Regions from separate parts of the Mus musculus genome. Here region 1 is linked to region 2. The links are chromatin contacts, called in public HiChIP or PLAC-seq maps. All regions are on one chromosome and are shown on one strand. The core of a region is the stretch at or near the end of the contact, and the rest is flanking DNA. Distances in the headings are between cores, read along the strand shown.

Region 1 (4,769 bases), core at 1,682-4,181, 190 kb before region 2:
TGTAGTGATGAAGATGGCGAGGATGATGGCAATCAATACAATAGCCTGGATCCTTGTGTTTCAAAGGGATTGGCCTTAAAAAACCTGCTCTTCTTTCATTGATCTACAATAGTGATTTTTGAAAAATATTTTAAAATGTTTTCTATTTTGAAAGCAGCAGAACACTAAATCTGTGTTCGTTAATAGCAATATTGCCCTGGATGGATCTAGGCACAGTACTCAAAAATATTTTGTAAACTATCCCCAAACAAGAGCTGTTTTTCTGGGAAGCGAATATAGTCTCTCTTTGTAAGGAAAAGTCTATATGCTGTGCACCACCCCCTATTCTATTTTGCAAGCTGGGAGGATAAAGTGTATGTTCTGTTGGTGTGGGAGACTTTTGGGATAGCATTGGAAATGTAATTGAGGAAAATACGTAATAAAAAAAATAAGAGAAAAAAAAAAGTAGCTGCTGAAGCTCTCGGTCACCAAGTCTTCGCTAGGATGTTTAACTTTGCGTTTTATTGTGGTTTTAAAAACATTTTCAAAAATGTATGTGCTACCAAAGAACTCTGTTTATTTATGGCCATTTAACTACAACCCCCCTCCACATAAACACAGAAAGAGACAGGTTGGAGGAAATGGGAAATGAAATAAAATAAAATAAAATAAAGAATGAACCAATAGCTTGATGCTTGTCTGTATTGCCTAGAGTCCTGCAGGTGGCGACACAAACCTACAAATGAGGAAACTCCCAAGGTACTTTTCTGTTGACTACGTGGGGATTTTAATTCCAGCAATTTATTTTTAATTTGATACAATAATCTGTAAACAGAAATTATTACATCCATTTAAAAAATTTAATTTCCATGTTGTGTAATTTTCTGCTCCGTTTTTGTAATCATTTTCTCTCACATTATATAGCCTGTTTATCTCCATGAAGAAGGGATAAAATCTAGATTATTGTCAGGTTAGACCAGATCTCCTGTGTCAATTAGATACCTCCCACATTGGTATTGTGTTTTATTTTTACATAACTTGTAAGTAAAGTTACAGACTATTGGTTGCTTGGAAATTTTTCTGGGTCTGTAACTGTGTGTATATATATATACAAAGACACACACATTCAAATTATAATATTATACCCAGTGGCAGCAAAAGGCCTTTTCTTTCTTGGCGACTTAAGGTTAGGTTTAATGTGCTCAGAATCATGGATTTTTTAAAAAGATCTTATCCAAAGCTAAAAATACAGCATTAAACAATTGTCCTCAATTAGAAAATGCATAGCAGATATAATAACATTTTTGTTCATTTCATTGTTTCTTTTTGTACATTAGGAACTTTAAAGGCAAAGTTAATGACTTAAAGAGTTGAGATTTCTTTCTCTAATGCTACTTAAGGTTCAAAAGTTCTTAAATTGCAATTTTTGTAAGGACATGTATTCATTTGCAATTTTTTTAGGTTTCAGCTTGAACACACTGACTCTAAAGTGATTCGCTTAAACACACAGCTAATTCCGGTTCTCCTATTTTCTTTTAGCCTCATTTTTTAAAAAAAGCCTTGCAGTGCACATTTTCTAAGGGAACTGCCGTGATTCTAAGGAAATGTAATTATTTTGGTTTAAGTGCTTGAGGCTTTAGAAGTTGAGTGTCATCGGTGGACAACTGTGACGGTCCTGGGGAAATTGTCTGAATTTCTGTCATAGTCTTTCTAGTGAACTGTCTGCTAAGCCATATGATAAAGTTCAAATTCCAATAAGGTCTGTCTACTGTTCCCTTAGATCCAGACCATCTTGTAATAGAAAACAGGGAGAAAAGGAGAGGGAGAGAGGGAGGGAAGAAGGAGGGAGGGAGGGAGGGAGAAAGAGAGAAGAGAGAAGAGAAAAACTGGACTTCTTATATTTTGCTTCAATTGCTCTTTCAATAACTCATGAGGGAGACCAGTAGAAGGCAAGTCTGACCCCCTGAAAACCTATTTTGCAGCCTTCATATGAAGAATATTCAGTTCTCGGCTCTGTTAGCGGCTGACCAGAATCTAATCCATTAAAAATATATCGTGGTAAGCAGTTCTCGAAAATGTTTATGTGAGATTAACAGTCAGAGAGGATGTGTTCATCCGGAAATAGGTTACTGCTTGGCCAGTTGTCCTGCAGAGAAGCCTGCAGGACAGAAGGAGATTTAAAAGCCTGCAGTGTAAGGACTGTATTTGATCCCCCTCTTTCTTTTGCATATAACTGTTCAACACTCACATGTGGATTTCTTCAAGAGATCTATTTTGAAGTTAATTTTAAGAGCAAAGGCCTGGCATGTTTTGTGGGGGATACCCCCATCTCTGTCCCATGACCATCAAATGACCTATGCATATCTTAATGTAACTCACTTACTTTACAGACCCAGCTTCCTAGCTTAGGAAAAGATGGGGTGCAGATTTTGCTACAGATTGTGGTGGCAATCCAGCTTTCTGCTTGATTGAAGTCCAGCCTCTGCAGTAGACACAGGTGCCCATAAAGAATGCCTTGGAGGTGGATGCTACCTATAGTATCAGGGCCCCCGAATGACTAAGAGATCAAATACACTGGCTAAAAAGCCTTAGGGAAGCATTATGTGTCTGTGGTCTGATCTATTGTCTGGGAGGTCGGGGAGTGTTAATGCACTCCGTAAAGATTACACTCCCTCTCTAATTGCTCACACACTTCCTTAAAGGATTTAAGCAGTCAGGAGAGGTGACTCAACTTGGCAGTTTTTTTGTCTTCTGCTACAGTTGAAATGTATTCTGTCTTCCCACCTAGACCACTAGATCAAGTATCCTCACTAGTCTGGAAGGCACACATCCCTAATGAGGGTTGAAAGTAACCAGAGATGATAATTTCAACACAGTTCCCACTTGCTCTTTAAATACCCTGGAGTGCACCCTGTAAGGACAGCACCACTGTGTCCCATGGGGCACAAAAAAAGAGTCCAAAGGTCTGCATTGATTTTTGGCCCAAGGCTTTCATCATCTCATCTCAGTGCTGGGATGCTGTGTGGCATTTTATATATTAGGGTTAGATCAGTAGGTGAGTTAAACATGTGAGTTTTACCATCTCTGAATTTCCTCCTTTACCAACACACACACACACACACACACACACACACACACACACACACACTCATACCTATACACAGACACACTCACATCCTCAAATACACACATGCATAGAAATGCACTCTCATAATACTTATACTCTTTTGCACATGCACACATGCACACACAGGGACACACACAGAAACACATGTTCTAAAATGTTTACAAGACCTATCTACAAAGAGGGCTTGATAGGCTTTCATTGCAAACTTCAATAACATATAAGCACATTTCTACAAAGCCCCCCTTCCCAGCTTTGGAGTGCATTTACTAAGTTTTATATAGGAGCCCATGAAACAATATGCTCTTTCCAGAATGATACAAAAACAAACAAACAAACAAACAAACCTAAAATGAAGGCTTGACAAACTCATTCACATGGTGTTGTAGGGAATCCTGGTTATCTGTGTGTTTGGCAGAGTACATCGCATCTGTTACATTTGTAATTAGCATGGCTATAGGAGTGGGGAGGGCAGGTATGCACCCCTCTCTGGATGTTCTCTCCCCACTAGACACCATTGCATCACTGAGAGGTACGGATCCATCTTAGATCCATCCTAACCGTGAATACAGATTGCGTATGTGGCCTGGAGCCCACAGTATAATGTTTATGTGGTGTGTGAAAGAGACCTGGGAGGATTCCCCATGATTCACGATGGTCCTGAGTGATGGGTGTGGAGGAACATTTTTTTAAAAAGAAATCCTTGTTTGTCCCTTGGGATTTTTCACACTTCTTAGCCGACAACACGGTATTTTACTTGTCCCATATAAAGCTGTCAGTGTGTGCGTTATATGTGTGTCTTCAAGACGCTAAGCAGACGATGAGAACAATCGCTGGAGGGAGAAAAACACATTTGAATGAGAATCTGCAGAGGGGGTGCTTCTCGAGGATCCCTGGCCCCTGCTTCTACACCGAGGACTTCTTCTCACACATTTTTTTTTTCTTTCTGCGTGTTATCTCACACCGTTGGTAGATTGCGCTGAATGTTTCATCTGTATATAAAAATTAAAAATTCAAACAAAAATCTGGCCCACATGAAGAACAGGCCCTTTGGGCATATGGTTCATTATGCATATTCGTTTAATTACTAAAACACTTGTGATGGCTTTTCTGCCCTTGCTTTCAACTTCCAAAGTTGGAGCTCTTCTATTGCTCAGAAAATGCAGCGCAGAATTCTGTTTTGAAGTGGGTGTGTGCATGTTGGGGGGGGGGAGAATAAAACTCTTTGAAGAAATGATGTAGTTCACTCGGAAGAGGAAGGTTTCTTGATATAAAGCTGATGGGCTCTGACATCCCTTCCTCCGCTTCTCAAGCACCTTCCTCTCTCCCCTGCAGTCCCAATACAGAGACCCTTCCCCCCCCTCCCCCAACCCAGGACTGCTCTTACAGTGGTTAGTTCACATAGATGTGAGCTGGGAGGTAAGGTGAGACTAAGGATGTAGGTTTCCAGCATGTTCCCTCTGAGAAACACGGGAATGGGATGGCGGAGCTGTCTACATTTTATTGGTTAGAAGGTGGCTGCTATGAAAATGTGGCTTTAATTGATTTTTCAGGGCAAACAGGTGGTGATGGTTTAGACATTCCCTGGTCTCGGTGCCACTCCTAATTTGAGGCCGTACATAGAATAGCTTTATTAAAATAAACAATCTCCTGGCTCTGCTGTTAC
Region 2 (5,458 bases), core at 2,929-5,428:
ACACATACAGAGAGAGAGAGAGAGAGAGAGAGAGAGAGAGAGAGAGAGAGAGAGAGAAACAGACTGAGAGAATCAGAAAGGCAGAAAGGAAAGGAACAAGATAACAAACTGATACCCCAAAGGAGACAGGAAGACCAAATAACACAGAACACACACACACACACACACACACACAGACACACACACACACTGACCACAGAGCTATTGTGGGTGAGACTGCTTGGACTACAAGGTATCTTGGAAGCATGGGCTCACACAGTTTAACTGCTGAGGTTGATGGAAGGAAATGCAGCAGTCTGAAGCCCTCCCCCATGCTCTCCTAGAGTCTCCTGTAAGGACTGGGTTCCTTAGAGAGCCTTGAGAGAGCTAACAAGGGGTAGCTGGGAACAGAGATGGCGGTGTCAGTGACTTTTTGGTTGAGCTGAATCCTTCACAAGTGCCTCCTTTCTGTCTTTCCATCTAGTCCCAATCTTTCTCCCCACAGCTGACTTTCCCTCGGCTGTCCTGTGAACACTGCTCTGCCAGAGTTTTCCTTCACTGGCTCTAAAGTTCTACATACCCGTCGGCTTACAATGGGGTTATTTCCCAGGAAACCTATTAAAAGTTGAACATGGCATAAGCTGAAACTCTTTTCTGGTCAGGCAGGCAATGTTCCAAAAAACAGAGCCTGCCATCTCAGAGTGACACAGGGTACTGATACTTAATTCAGGGTTACCTGGCTGTTTGAGAACTGAGCCCACCCCATACTATGAGAGAAGGTTGCTAACCAAGAAACAGATCAAAATTCAAAGAGTGTTCTCCACTAAATAGACATCACTTTTGCATTAAAAAGGGAACAAGTAGTAGGTGCAAAGATTGCAAGACTTTGTGTTTTTGGAGACCCCTGCTATGTGCTAAGCCTTCCTAGGCAGAGCAAGTCAGGGCTTTTCCCTGCTTTAAAGCTGTGCTCTCTGGGGTCCTCAGCCTCATACAACATCAACAGCAGAGTTTTAAGAGATGGATGGTGGAGGCAGGTTTGTTAAAGGGAAGATGTCAGGGTGGTCAAGGAAGGGGATTCATATGGTATTAGCAGGCCTGGGCACTGAAGAATCCACCTTCCACTTACAAGCCGCTTGGCCAATACATTATTATATTCACCTCCCAAATGGTCACAATACTTGCACTGTACACCATGACCTAGTTCACATTTTAACTATCAGTAGTGCCAAGTACTGCAAGGCAGACATTGTATTCTTCTACCCTTCCCCTCAACTGACACCCAGCTACTAGAGAGGAAAATAGGTAAACTCAGCCATAGGTCAAAAGCATTTGCTTGTGGCTTGTTGAGAAGACAAGCGAAGACTCTGATGACTGATCCCCTCTTTTGGGGCATCCTGATACCTGTTTTGTGGATCAAATGCCCACACACTTCAAAGAACCCTGTGTCCTCTACCAGCGTTTGTAGGAAAGTTCCTTCTCTGTGAGATGCAGCTGAATTACGTGGAGAACAAGCCCTAGGAAATTGCAGTTCTGTGCCTAACCAAAGATACTACTACAAGAGCCACTGGGCTGCCTGCCTCCGGTGGGACATGCCAACAATGGCTCATATGTGACAGAGAAAGAGGCACTGTAAGCAAAAGGAACCCTTCCCTTCCTGGAGATATTGTCTTGCTCAAGATCCTGTCCCTTTCACTTAAGATCTGTTTAAACTTGGACATGAATGTCTTGGCTCGGCCTTGACACAGCTCATGTTCGACCTTTATCTGAAACGTGGGAAATCCCAGTTCAGTAGGTGGTGCTGTGTACCTTCCAGTCAGCCTCACACTGCACCCTGGCCTTGAACTAGGGCAGCCTCAGGGATGTAGAGATCACTTGTTATATTAAAGGAGACTTTAAATGTCACCACAACATCAAAGGACATGTGCTATTCTACTTAGAAGGTTTTTAGGTACACGCAGAGCCAAATAGGCTTTTTTTTCCATGCTCTTTTGGAACGAGTTATTTATATTACATAGGCATTATTTATGTGTTTGCTTATTCAGACCACAACTAAGGAAGCATCTGGATTTCTTTCTGATCTTCAGTTGCAAGGCATCAAGACAATATGTATATACACAATAAAATCTGATGTCTGCTACCTACAGTTTTCACTCTGCATTAATAAAGCATGTTAGTTAAGTACCGACCACACATTGGATGCTTGGCATTTGGGATGCATTATTGCCATAATCTTTTCAGAATTTTGTCAATTTTTTTGGCTGGGAAACAGAGGTTTTGAAATATTAAATGACTTACTGAATGTTGCGCTGCTCCACAGTGACTAAGCGGACTTTGAAACCAATGTGTTGACAGTAAGCTGAATTTCCTTTCTATTGCAATGAACTAGGGCCAGGGTTAGACAGTGGAACTGCTGATATATATAAAAAAAAATAAGGACTCATTCACTCTCACTGTGATAAGATATAAGAAGAGATGGGGCACCATGTAATTATTACAAGCAGAGAGTCCCAGAGCCTCTCTTACTGTCTCTGGACCCCATTGCTATGCTATGCTTAAATAGTTGTCTGACCATTCAACACTTCCTTTGTCTATTTGTATCTCAGTGTCTCAGTCTGTGACGTGAAGACAACAACAGCCAACAAACAATTTACAGAGATATTGTAGGAAGCAGCATCTACGGAGTGCGTGGAGTCCTCTTCAGCCGCACATAGGTTGGCATCAGAAATTTCTATTCCTGTACTAAAGCCATCACACAGAAAAGCTGTATGTGAGAAATCTCTTCCACGGGTACAGGTATAGGATAGGAAAGAGTCCAGACAGAAGAAGATTGCTGTCAACTCAAGTGACCCAGGCCTTTGTGGGACTAAAAGATTTTGACAACTAGAGGTCATAATTTCGATGGCCACATTTTTTACTTTCATTTTACATTACCTGGTCTGCTGACTCCTTTAGATTTCATCTTCCTTAACTCTTGCAAGAAGTTAATGACAGTTTTCTTACCAGTTTTACTTCATCCAGCTTTCTTTCTGCCTAAGATCCTTCCTTCCTTCCTTCCTTCCTTCCTTCCTTCCTTCCTTCCTTCCTTCCTTCCTTCCTTTCCTTCCTTCCTTCCTTCTTTCCTTCCTTCTTTCTTTCCTTCCTCCCTTCCTTCCTCCTTCCTTCCTTCCTTCCTCTCTTTCTTTCATTCTTTCTTCCTTCGATATTTATATTCGTTGATATTTTCTTGCTAATAAGTGTTAAAACAGGGATCATTCTCGAACAAAGCCTCTTATCCTCAAATATGCTTTCATAAGTCTTGAACTGAAACATCACTTACAAGAGGGCTTGAGGTGAAGGTGCCCTTTTGTTCCTCTCCACACTCTTGTTCAGAGCATAATGAGAAGACCACTGGGTACATGATGGTTAACGTTTGAGACAGGTAGGGCAAAGACCAGAAAGATGAGGGGGCCAGAACTTCATGGCGGGTGTGTCATTAAGCACAAGTTCGAACCTTTGGATGTGGGCTGATTCTGAATTAGGAACAACTGGGGATTTCCAGTTTGAAGGTCTTGTTGTTTGTTCTTGTTTTTGTGATATATTTACATGATACTTGAAAAGGAAGGTGGACTGACCTATAGCTTAGTCAGACTATATTTGAGAAATAGACTGTTTAGGTTCAAATCCCCCTAGGTTTCATTGTTGAAATTATAGAGTTATTTGGTTCTGTCTTAAAACAAAGCTGTTTGAGATTTGAGATGATGAAGAAAGGTGCCAGAGAAATGGGAAATGTTGACATGCCAATTGGTTGTCTTCAGCTCTCCATCTCCCCTCCTTCACTAATTCAGATGCATGTACCACCCAGGAACACATTTGGAAACTGTTGCCAGTCATTCATTCATGGTAGCATACCTTAGGGCTTTTTTATAGAGCCCAAAGAAAATTGTACTCTGAGTGTAGACTTTATGTTCAACTCAAGATCTTCTCATTATCCAGAAAGATCCACCTACAATACTTTTCCTTGAATACTTAGCTGCCTTCCCTCCTTCCTTCCCAATCATCCTGCAAAATACAGCAGAATGTACGGGCTTTCTGCTCCCCCCCCCCTTTTTTTTAATTTTTAAATCATTCTCAGTATTACCAGATTACAGGAGCTGGTCTGGTAAATGGCAGCAAACAGGGCTCCACTCCTCTTCCCTTTCAGCAAGTAAGTAGGAGAGGAGGGCTCTTAGTAACTGCCTTTGTGGTTTGTTTATTGTTTTAATGAGCCTTGGCAGTGTAATCACAGCACCATTATGACCTGGCCACGCCACAAGGAGAGGAAGTTCCCGGAATCCTCCTCCTCCTAACTCATCTTTTCATGTTGCTGGAAGCCTGTGCCTCTGGCCAGCATGCTCCACAAGCTTCCGGAGTTCAACGGGTCTTTGTTCTTATCAGTGATGCCCTCCTATCCCCTATCCCTCCCTCTTCTCTTCCTTCTTCCTCTAGACTTTGAGGCTTCAAGTATCAAGCTGAGATGGGGGCGTGGTGGTGGGGGAGAGGGAGGAGCAGAGTGAATAACATTTCTTAAGCCGGAACTATCCAGGAAAGGAACGCTGGCCAGGAAAGGGCGGGTGGCAGGCCGCTGGGATAACAGCCTCCCACGGCTTTTTTCCTCCTGCCTTTGTCAGTTGTAGATAGAAACTGATACATTTCACATGGTTTTCTCTGGAGACCACAGTTATTAAGAAAGTGCCAATAGTATATTTAACTGGACTAGCATAGAGTGGGGAAGTGTGTGTGTGTGTGTGTGTGTGTGTGTGTGTGTGTGTGTGTGTGTGTGTTGGTGAAACTGTGCTGTGGGGTTTTGTGCACTTTGGGAGAAATTTATCCTTTGAATTAGAAGAATGAGGCAGCCAGCCAGACTGTTCCCGAATAGAGATGAAAATTTAAGAGTGACAGGCTTGCCATCCTGTCTGCTGCACTACCAGGACATCACACATGAACACAGCACTATTTGATGTCACCCAGAGGTTCTGGTTTGATTGGGCAGCTCAGTGGAGTCCCAAATAAAATGGACTTTGCCATTCTATGAACTTGAACATAAATTGTAATCTCAACATTCTCTAGTAGTGTTGCATATAGGACTCATTTTCTTCTGGCAGAAAAGAGGGGGATAATAACAATAATTTTGTGCTGATTTAAAAAAGGTAATGTAGGTAGAATACCTGTCACTCACATTGGAAATAAAGAGACCCTCTCTCAAAGCAGGTAGAGAGGCAAGGGCCAACTTTGGTTATTGCTCTCTAACCTTCACATCCTCTATTAGGCATGCATGCGACCTCATACCCACAAACCTGCACATACACAAATGCAACACACACACACACACACACACACACACACACACACACACACACACACACACCACATGTAGAATACCCAGTACATAGTATTTTAGGAGCTTTATCAATATCAGCTATATCTCTGATTCTCTTCCATCTTTCTCCTTTCCTCCTTAATC

What was found. HiChIP or PLAC-seq counts read pairs in DNA pulled down with a chosen protein or histone mark.
Region 1: an HNF4G HiChIP or PLAC-seq map of pancreatic cancer cells shows a contact between it and region 2. The contact joins the enhancer-like site here to the promoter of 1700011C11Rik in region 2. A contact is called at or near these places in 15 of 484 Hi-C or Micro-C datasets (adipose-derived mesenchymal stem cells, embryonic stem cells, gonadal supporting cells and 5 more) and 3 of 115 datasets of contacts at active chromatin or transcription factors (embryonic limb bud, embryonic stem cells and pancreatic cancer cells).

Annotation. Positions count from the first base shown.
Region 1 is chr7:72,145,208-72,149,976 of GRCm38.p6, reverse strand. All of the region lies in intron 17 of Mctp2 (multiple C2 domains, transmembrane 2), which reads left to right. Among named protein-coding and RNA genes, the nearest start is that of Gm36696, 37 kb to the right of the region's middle. Within about 2 kb of position 2,931, at least 7 of the 459 cell types and tissues checked have an H3K27ac peak or open chromatin away from gene starts, as enhancers often do. A contact at or near this core is called in pancreatic cancer cells, where this site is marked.
Region 2 is chr7:71,959,895-71,965,352 of GRCm38.p6, reverse strand. 1700011C11Rik (RIKEN cDNA 1700011C11 gene) reads right to left here and starts at 4,178. Exons shown (of 3, transcript NR_126462.1): 1 at 4,097-4,178. Gm36633 (predicted gene, 36633) reads left to right here and starts at 3,335. Exons shown (of 5, transcript NR_126483.1): 1 at 3,335-3,397.